3 separate regions of the Mus musculus genome follow, and regions 1 and 2 are each linked to region 3. Evidence: chromatin contacts called from public Hi-C data. All regions are on one chromosome and are shown on one strand. Each heading gives the region's core, a stretch centred on a gene start, on an enhancer-like site or on the middle of the called end of the contact. The rest is flanking DNA. Distances are from core to core; before and after follow the strand shown.

Region 1 (2,865 bases), core at 143-2,642, 310 kb after region 3:
AACGAAAGGATAGTTGTGACCCAGCTGTGACCGGTACTAAAAATATGAAGTAGTTACAATAGGAAAGTTTTTATTCTGCACCACACATGTACAGTCTTTTGAAAAGTGGCCAGACGTATGCTTAAACCCATAGTTTTTCCTGATTTTTGTCCTCCTTGTCTAAAATTTGAAGGAGAAGGGTTAAAAAGTACATTATAAGGCTAGAGAGATTGGTCAGTGATTAAGAGCACTTAGTGTTCTCATAGATGACCCAGGTTCAATTCCCATCACCCACATCTCCATAATTTATAACAAAACAGCCCTTCATTTGAAGCAGATGTAAAAGAATTCCGATCAGTCTACAAGACATTCACCCATCCACAGTCACCCTCCTTCTTAAAACCATTTAGAAATGCATGAAGTTTCTTGTCTATGGACGGCTCTCAACTGTCCACAACTGCAGATCCAGAAGGGTCTGCCACCCTCTTCTGACTCCTCGGGCAACACATATTCATACGGTGCACAGACATCTATGAGAGCGAAACTCTCATACATATACAATAAAACATAGTATGAAAGTTGTAGTTTTGAATTTGAAAATTCAATTCCAACTTTACATTTCTAAAAACTATTTAAGATCCCAAGTACAATCTATTGTCCAAGCCAAACTAATTTCTCCCAGATTGCTCTTCTAGTGACATACCAACAAAATGAATGTTCGTAGATAAGGCAGAATCGCAATTCTTGAAAAGAGGGACAATTAGAATCATCTGATCAAAATGGCCCTTGGAAACAAACAAACAAAAAAAAAAAAACCACACACAATCCCTTTGTCTGTTTATCTACTGATCACAAGTATGCAAAAACAAATCTGTGTGTGTGTGTGTGTGTGTGTGTGAGAGAGAGAGAGAGAGAGAGAGAGAGAGAGAGAGAGAGAGAGAAGGAGGGAGGGAGAGAGGGAGGGAGGTATGGAGGTCAGAGGACAACTCTGGGAAGTCAGTTCTCTGCCACCATGGGTTCAGGGATTCAACACAAGTCATCAGATTTGCATGGCAAGTTCCTTTACCCACTGAGCCATCCCACCAGCCCATTGCATCTTTGCAGACAGTCCACTGCAGTGCTGCCTAGACTTTATAAAGCTACGGATAGGCAACACCTCAAGGGTCTTGAGTAATTGTTGGTTTTTTTCCCCCATTTCCAAGTTGGATTTTGACATTTTCCACTCTGGGTCTTTTAGCACATTACTAAGGACCCTAGAGGCCTCCAGTGGTGCCTTGTGCTAACAAATACCCACCCCACCTCCAAGAGAGCAGCTGCGACTCTATCTTCCAGTTGCTGCCTCCTAACCTTGGTCTTCCTAGCGCAGCTGTGCCGGCAGCTGCTGCCCCGCCTGTCCACTTGTCACCAACAAATGCGGAACTCTGAGGGCAGGGATTGTTTGAGACAGCAACAGGGGAGGCAGTGAGTGTGTGTACAATGTGCTGGGGTGGGTGGGGGCGGAAGTGTTTGGCGCTTCGGAGCGTGCAGCTGTGAAGTCGTCTGTCTGTGTCTCTTATTACACTGACTTCGGTCCACAGAGTCTTGTCATTTCTCTGGGCTCTTCTTCAACTTGAAGCCAGCATGGACCTAGCAGCAGTCCAAACCAGAAAGGACTTGAGTTTTCAGTTAGTTCCTTTCTTCCGGAGTCTTTTTCATATTGACGGATGTTGTTTCTTCCGGGCTAAGGTCCAGAGACACTTTGCTAATTAAATTGATCTTTTGGCACAAGCCTGGGAGAAGCACCAGTGATCTGCCCACCCTGCAGTTACACAGATTTGTAAGAACCACAAGCAAAAAACCTCAAACCAGATGCCTGCTGCTGGGAGACCGAAGCCTGGTCCTCATCTCGTAATGACACAGGAACTAAACTTTCCCTGTGAACTGTGCAGATTTTTCCAGGAATTCCACGAAAAAGATCGATTAAGAGGCTGAGCTTGAACACACTCTGGTGTGGAACTTGTAGACACATCCCTGCTTTTTTGTGCAGTTGTGCTTACTATAGCTTCAGAAAGTGACTGCGGCTATCTGTAAAGTAGAAGCTCCAAGGCTCTGGGTGGGCAGATGTGGGGGACTGCCATGCACTCTCCACGCAGCCTGGGTGGGCGTCTGGCTGTGGGAAGCCACTGAAGTCCAGTCTGCAGGGAGGCGGGGGGAGCAGTCCAGGGTCCCTGGGCCTCACGAAGGCCAGGGATGACAGGTTCCAGCACTTGGGCATCACAGGATGTCGCTGGACACTGCAGAAGAGCTGAGAATGGGTAGAGGCCCCAGGAGCAGCTCTCTCAACCCCAGAGCCGAAGGGAGAAAGGTGGCAGGGGGAGAGGGGGACCTGGCTGGTTTCCTCACGGGTGAGAGCCCTTAGTCCAGTCTAGTGGCTGAAAACACTGGGAGACCTTCTTGACTCAGCTCTTCAGGGGAAGGCCTATTCCATCATTCAAGCAAGGTGGGTCTTGATAAGCAGAGACGGTCCATGGTTTTAGAGCCTTATTGTAGAAAGGCAGAGAGAGACAGAGACAGAGAGAAGGTAGAGAAGGAGAAGCAGGCCATGGCTACATGGAGAGAAGGGGAAAGGAGGGGGAGAAGGGGAGCGAAAGGTGAAAGTAGGAGAACAAGAGCTTAAGAAAGAGAGAAGGAGCCAAGCAGCCCCTTTTACAGTGGGCTGGGCTACCTGGTTGTTGCAAGGTAGCTGTGGGGAGGAGCATAGCCGGCTATTGCCAGGTTAATTGTGGGGGTGGAGTCTAGCCAGAATACCAGGAGCTTGGGACAGTCTACATGACTGATAGTCACAGGATTATGGAGCTGGGGCCTCTGTGGTGTCAGGTGCCTGTGTCTGGGAGCGTGGCTCACTGT
Region 2 (3,108 bases), core at 359-2,858, 260 kb after region 3:
TAGCTGCTGAGTCTTCTTGAAGGACTTAGCCATGATTAGCTTCATTAAGTTCTGCTGTCAGGGCCCATGACCAGACAGTAAATAAAATTAGGATAATTTTTGGTGTGTGTGGGGAGAAGGGAGAAGGGGGGACAGGGGGCATGTCTCAGTGATCATGCTAGGCAGGCTGTCTAGCCCCCAACACTGTGACAACAGGTACACAGCACCATAGCTGACTGCTTCCTGAGTGCTGGGAGGGGGTAGGGGAGTGGGGTGATGGGGGTGTGGGGAAATGGGGGGCTGGGGGGTTAGGGGGTAAGGGGTGGGGTGCTAGGGGGCCTGGGTGTGTGTCTGAGACCAGCTACTCTTGTAGAGCTGTTTCTATACAAACACTTCCTAGCTCCTTTCACACCATGTAGTTGAGTCCAGCCTCATTTGCCCGTGGTTCACCGGGGCCATGAGAAGTCACATAATTGCTCAATATTTCATAATGCCGAAGTAGTACATGTCAGGCACTTAACCAAATTAGCTGTCTGTCAGCCCATATTTTAATGGACTTCTAAATACATAATTTTTACATTTATTTTGAAAACATTTTTTAAAAAAAAAAAAGAAAAGAAAAACTGTAAGAAAAAAATTTTAAATGTAAAACCCTGTCCGTATCTTCTCTGCGCTATCCTGCTCAATTGTCTTCATTTCATAGTGTGGCCTGGATGGACCACTCTGAGGTGTAGCTACTCAGAATCTAACCAGTGGCTCCTTTTCAAATTGACACAAGATGCTCACTTCATGAATGCATTCCCTGTGTGACCAACTCAAAGGCACCCGAGGGCAGTAACGCATGCTTTAATTTCTGTAGAAACATGCAAACTAAAGCTAAATAATATATATATATACAACAGGTCAAAAATTTGTCTTCCTGATAGAAGGCTGGGTAATATTTGGTTTTGGTTTCGTTTGAACCAAGTTTCTTGCAGTGTATTCTCGGCTGCCCTGGTACTCACTATATATACCAGCTTAACTTCTAAGTCATGGCAATTCTCCTGCCTCGGCCTCCCCAGTGCTGGGATTACAGGCATGCATCACTGTGCCTGGCTTAGCAGCTTGGGTTTTGTAACCAATAGCCTTATGGGTAGTGTTCCATGTTGTAGACAGAGAAATAAGGAAAGGAAAGGTTGACTTTGCTTTTCCTATTAGTTTTGCTGCACACGGCGTGAAAAGGACCTAAACAATTGCACAGGGGCTCATGATTGAAGGCTGCCGCCCACATTGGCTAGAGATGCGGGCGAACGAAGACTAAAACGCCCTAGAAGGAAAAGAGACATGTCGGTTGTGTGATAGCATCAGGGTCTGCTGGAGTTGACAGCCCGAAGCTAAGCAGGCAGGACTGAATCCCAACAGGAAAGCTAATCGCTGGCTTATCAGGATGCGGGGAGGAGGCTGATCCAAAAGCGAGCAGGTGCTGACAGTCTCTACCCAGACTGTTTGCTTTAGCAGCATAAAGTGGTGACGAGCTGTGAGCGCTGACTGGGACTGGTAGCTTTATAGCTATTTGGAAGCTCAGGGCTGTGGAGGCAGAGAGGATTTGCTAAGATCCTGTCCTGCTGAACTGTCACTCAGGGTGGCTTTGTTGTTGTTTTCGATCTGATAAGGCGGCATGAGCTCATCTGCCTTTGTGTAAGACCTGAATCAGATAAAGAACGGCTGTCCAAAGGAAGTGAGGTGATTAGCACAAACTGCGGATCTGGGCGATTATCTGAGGGGTGAAGGGTTCAGGGAGAAAGAGGTTTTCCTTTGTTTCAACTATCTCACTCCAAGTTTGTTAGAATTTCAGACCGCAGTTGGTGATAAAGGCCAACCAAGGGATAAAACTGCATTTATTTGACTAAGATGATTTTTCGTTACCCTTTTTGTTTGTTTGATGTCAAGATAACTTTGAATTCTTTATAAAATAATTATCAGCTATTTACCATTCTTTACTGAAGAAGAAGAAGAAGAAGAAAAAAAAAAAAAGAAATGGCCTCTTGCGGGCCATCGTAGACCCGATTTAAAAATAAATAAATAAATAAATAAATAAATAAATCGGGAAGGTTACAAGACCACTCTCTTAAGACCTGAATCAAAAAAATCAGATTTTAAAAAGAAGTTGCTGACTCATTCACCAAAGCTTAGCTGCCCTGGAAGAGCCATTTCTTCAGATCTGCTTCTTGGCTCCTGCTTCAGCAAGCCATAACTGAAGTGGTCCTCTCTGGACAGAGCTTCCATCTTCTTACAACCCTGTGTCTGTGAACCCTGCCAACGAGGAGAAGGGAGTTCCAGCTGGCATTCCGATCTGGATCCGCCGTCATAAATTAGCTAGCCAGGGCACAGTCCGTTACTATTTATGGTCATGTTCTATATTTGTATGTGCTGGGGGATGAATCACATGACCAGACCACCATTTGCTATCGGTGTTGACGTATACCAGCCAGGGAGGGTCTCACCGGAGTTTTCCCCATACCATGCTTTTCGTCAGCTCTCAATGGAAAATGCAGCTCCTTTGAGTACTAAAGTTAAAAAAAAAAAATCATCCTGAATAAACTTTATATAATTGTCTTCCCAATGAGACAGACTGCTGTACATGCAGCAAGCTCATTGAGATGCACTCTGCCTTCCAGAGAGTTTCACAGATACGTTCTCAACGGTGCCAGGAGAATGGAGACCAAAATTCCTTTTACATGTTTTTTTTAACTTATTTCCTGACTTGGATGCTAGAGGCTCCTCATACCCATTTGTTTGGGGAAGAGAGAGAGAGAGAGAGAGAGAGAGAGAGAGAGAGAGAGAGAGAGAGAGAACATCTCAAACCGGTTGAGAGAGAATTTTTGACCGTGGACAGGGGCGAGAGAGAGAGAGAGAGAGAGAGAGAGAGAGAGAGAGAGCCTATTAATTAATTCTTTCCCTTTCTGTTCTGCACGGCTTTTCTCCCAGCATAGCTTAATATTTAGTTTCTGGTGACAAATGCCTCGAGAATGTCCCCCAGATTTGATACTTATTCCCTTTTGTAAACAATAGAGGAAAAAAATGTCTTTTGACAGATCTTATGAATTACTTGCGGTGGGAGTCATGCCTCGGTGTCTGGAATCACTTCTG
Region 3 (2,886 bases), core at 146-2,645:
ATCACACCCCATACAATAATAGTGAGAGACTTAATTTGGACTTTTATGTCTACCATTGCTGGAGAATTTTCATCCTCACAGAAATGTCCTGGCAGAGTGAGTGACTGCCCAATTATCCCAGATGACATAAAAACCTGTCATTGTTAATTTTGATTGCTAGTTTGAGTGGATTAAGAAACACGCAAGGCACTGATGATAGATATCTTGTGGTAGGTGGGTGATGTTTCCAGAAAGGATTAACTGAGAGGTAAGGACATCCCTAATTTCAAGCAGCATCCTACCATAGGTGAGAAAAACAGCTGAGGATCAGCATTCCACACAGTCTGCTTCCTGAGCCTCTCAGATGTGAGCCACCAAGCTGCCAAGCTAGACTGTACTTCCAAATTATACAACAGAATAAAGCCTTCTTCATTTAGTTTAGTTACTTCTTATTGGGTACTTGGATGCAGGTAGGGAAAAAGTGAGGAATATAGGAATATAGGGCTATTTTCCTTCCAGTTCTCCAAGAAATGGATATTTGTACCTTTGTGACTTGTCTGCAGCAAGGTCCTTGGAAACACACAAAGAAGAACATAGTAAGGAACCATCACTAGTTACAGCTGAGATAAACTCTCAGGAAGTCTCTGGGTTAAGGGAAGCAGTTTCAAGCCTGCATCATCACTGGGAAGATGTCCATCTCCATCACAACACATTGCATGGAAAATGGGAAAAGTAATATCGTTGGACCATTTTGGTTAAAATACTGTATTGGCAACTGCATCTCACTCATCTCAATCACTGGATAATTACATTAGCCAAGAGCATCTCAAGGCCCATATAAGCTAACTACTCCTGGGATGTAGCCAGAAGAGGAAGAAAGCTTACGCTTTTATTGAGGGACAGAACACCACTACCATTCCTGAAAAAAGAAAGAAAAAAAAACCACTATAACTCTGTTTCTCTCTTTCTATGAATTTCTGTTTTTCATAGACCATTGAAAAACCACACTTTGAGGAAAGGATCATGTACAGCGAAATTCACAAGTGACTCTTCTGATGAATCCCAGTCCACAGAGATCTCTCTCTCTCCCCATTTGCTGTGCACATTATCAATGATCCTTGCCGTTAGCTGCTGGGATCTGTCTCCAGCAGGTGGTGCCAAAAGATAGTTAATAGAAGTCAGCTCTGTGGTTTGACAATAAATACATTTAAAAATTAACTGGCTTTTGCGACGTTTTGCATTTTTCTCTCTTTCTTTTGCTTCTTGCCTGTGTGTTCACGTGCATATGCACGTATGTGTGTGTGTACATGTTAGCACGTACGAGTGTAAATGCATGTGTGTTGATCTGAGGACAATCTCGGATGTCCTTCCCCTTCCATCTTGCTTGAGACAGGATCTCTTCCTCACTGTAGCACGCCTCAGGCTAGCTGGCCCAGGAGCTCGGGAGAGTCCCCTGTTTCTGCCTCCTGTCTCATAGGAGCACTGTGGTGACAGTCCCATGTCTCTGTTTTACATCGGTTCTGAGAATCTGAATTCAGGTCTGCTCACTTGCACATCAAGTTCTTTACCCCCTGAGCCACTCACTCCCCTGGTTCACTTTCTCAACTCCATCCGTGTTACTTGTAGGATGGTGCAGACGCCAAGGCTGCTGCTGTCTCTCACTCTACAGAGACCCACGAGACCTGGAGCTCATGGTCTTTCTTCAGACTTCAAAGAGAAAACAGAAGCGACGGGAAGACGGTACTCACACCCCCACATCCACCCACCTGCCTGTATTTGTGACCTCATTCTGCCCCTTCCTCCCCACCCATGTCCCCAGTGAAAGGCCACCCCTCTAACTGGCCTTCCCTGAACTTCTCTTGAACTCCATTTTCCTTCTTATCCACATTGCCCATCCAGGCCCCCAGCCTGGTCTTTGCTTTACATCTGAATGTACTAAAAGAGTACACCTGGCACAGAGCACCAAAGTTCTTGTCTGCTAATTGTTCTCCTTTAGATACCTCCTGTGGAGTTCCCCTCCACGATTTCATGGAATCTGTTCTTGCTCCAGTCACGACTTGCTGGACCAATGGGACAGCTCTACATCTGCACTGTGCTTGATGGCTTCTCATGCCCTCTTTCTCAAAGCACTCGCTTCCCATGTCCTCTTGACTTCCAGGACGTTCACTAGCTGTCCTGTGTCCTGCATCCGGCGGGCCCCAGACTTATTATTCCAGAACATTTCCCACTGGGCGGCATCTAATGTCTGTCTATGAGTTTATCCTTGGCCAGCTTGTGCATTGCGATGGTAGAGGCTATCCATACAACAGTGGCTCCTTGCTGTTTATGACCCTGCACACATCCTGCCAGGCTTCTCCATCAGCATCTCAATAGAATATGTCTGTAGGACAGCTTTCTGCTTCTCCTAAAGGCTTTTCTCTCACAACAAATAGCAACCAGAAGCTCCCTGTGGATCAGGAGCAAAACTTGATGCTGTCTTTGATTTTGCTCTCATTTTCTCGCCTCTGGGTGTGAGGGTATGTATGTATGGAGAAAACTTTCAGATACCATTCCTTGAGTACCATCCACCTTATATTATTGTTGTTGTTATTGTTATTATTATTACTATTATCATTATTATTGACATAGTTTCTCATTGCCTAGTGACTGACAGAGTGGCCTAGGCTGCCTGATCTATATGCCCAGGAATCTGTCTCTGCTTCTCTCCTGCTGAGATTAGAAGCATTTCTCACCACTCCAGACTTCATGAGTTTTATTCATTTATCTTTCTTGAATGTGGATTCTGAGGGATGGAACTCAGGACAAGCCTTTTACCGACTGAGCTGTCAGTCCTGCCTTCCTTTCTCTTTTACCCTGTCTATCTAGCTTTAGTAAATCTTGCAGGGCTCTTTTTCAAAACTGTATTTG

What was found. Hi-C and Micro-C count contacts between places; a contact is called where the count stands out from the background.
Region 1: a contact with region 3 is called in a Hi-C map of the P5424 cell line, with 3 times the contacts expected there. The contact joins two enhancer-like sites. A contact is called at or near these places in 2 of 15 datasets of contacts at CTCF or cohesin (embryonic stem cells and stem cell-derived epiblast-like cells), 38 of 484 Hi-C or Micro-C datasets (B cells, the G1E-ER4 cell line, the HPC-7 cell line and 11 more), 17 of 115 datasets of contacts at active chromatin or transcription factors (the HPC-7 cell line, SST interneurons, bone marrow-derived macrophages and 11 more) and 1 of 9 other capture datasets (embryonic stem cells).
Region 2: a contact with region 3 is called in a Hi-C map of cortical neurons. The contact joins two enhancer-like sites. A contact is called at or near these places in 6 of 484 Hi-C or Micro-C datasets (the HL-1 cell line, cortical neurons, forebrain and 1 more), 4 of 115 datasets of contacts at active chromatin or transcription factors (the SCID.adh cell line, T-cell acute lymphoblastic leukemia, cardiomyocytes and 1 more) and 2 of 9 other capture datasets (embryonic stem cells and embryonic trunk).

What each region holds. Positions count from the first base shown.
Region 1 is chr13:46,618,404-46,621,268 of GRCm38.p6, forward strand. The region is part of intron 7 of Cap2 (CAP, adenylate cyclase-associated protein, 2 (yeast)); the gene reads left to right. Among named protein-coding and RNA genes, the nearest start is that of Fam8a1, 50 kb to the right of the region's middle. Within about 2 kb of position 1,393, at least 87 of the 459 cell types and tissues checked have an H3K27ac peak or open chromatin away from gene starts, as enhancers often do. A contact at or near this core is called in the P5424 cell line and cerebral cortex, where this site is marked.
Region 2 is chr13:46,569,848-46,572,955 of GRCm38.p6, forward strand. The region is part of intron 4 of Cap2 (CAP, adenylate cyclase-associated protein, 2 (yeast)); the gene reads left to right. Among named protein-coding and RNA genes, the nearest start is that of Cap2, 69 kb to the left of the region's middle. RefSeq lists an enhancer at 1,473-3,108. Within about 2 kb of position 1,609, at least 122 of the 459 cell types and tissues checked have an H3K27ac peak or open chromatin away from gene starts, as enhancers often do. A contact at or near this core is called in cortical neurons, where this site is marked.
Region 3 is chr13:46,309,751-46,312,636 of GRCm38.p6, forward strand. No RefSeq gene overlaps it. Among named protein-coding and RNA genes, the nearest start is that of Stmnd1, 37 kb to the left of the region's middle. Within about 2 kb of position 1,396, at least 15 of the 459 cell types and tissues checked have an H3K27ac peak or open chromatin away from gene starts, as enhancers often do. A contact at or near this core is called in the P5424 cell line, cerebral cortex and cortical neurons, where this site is marked.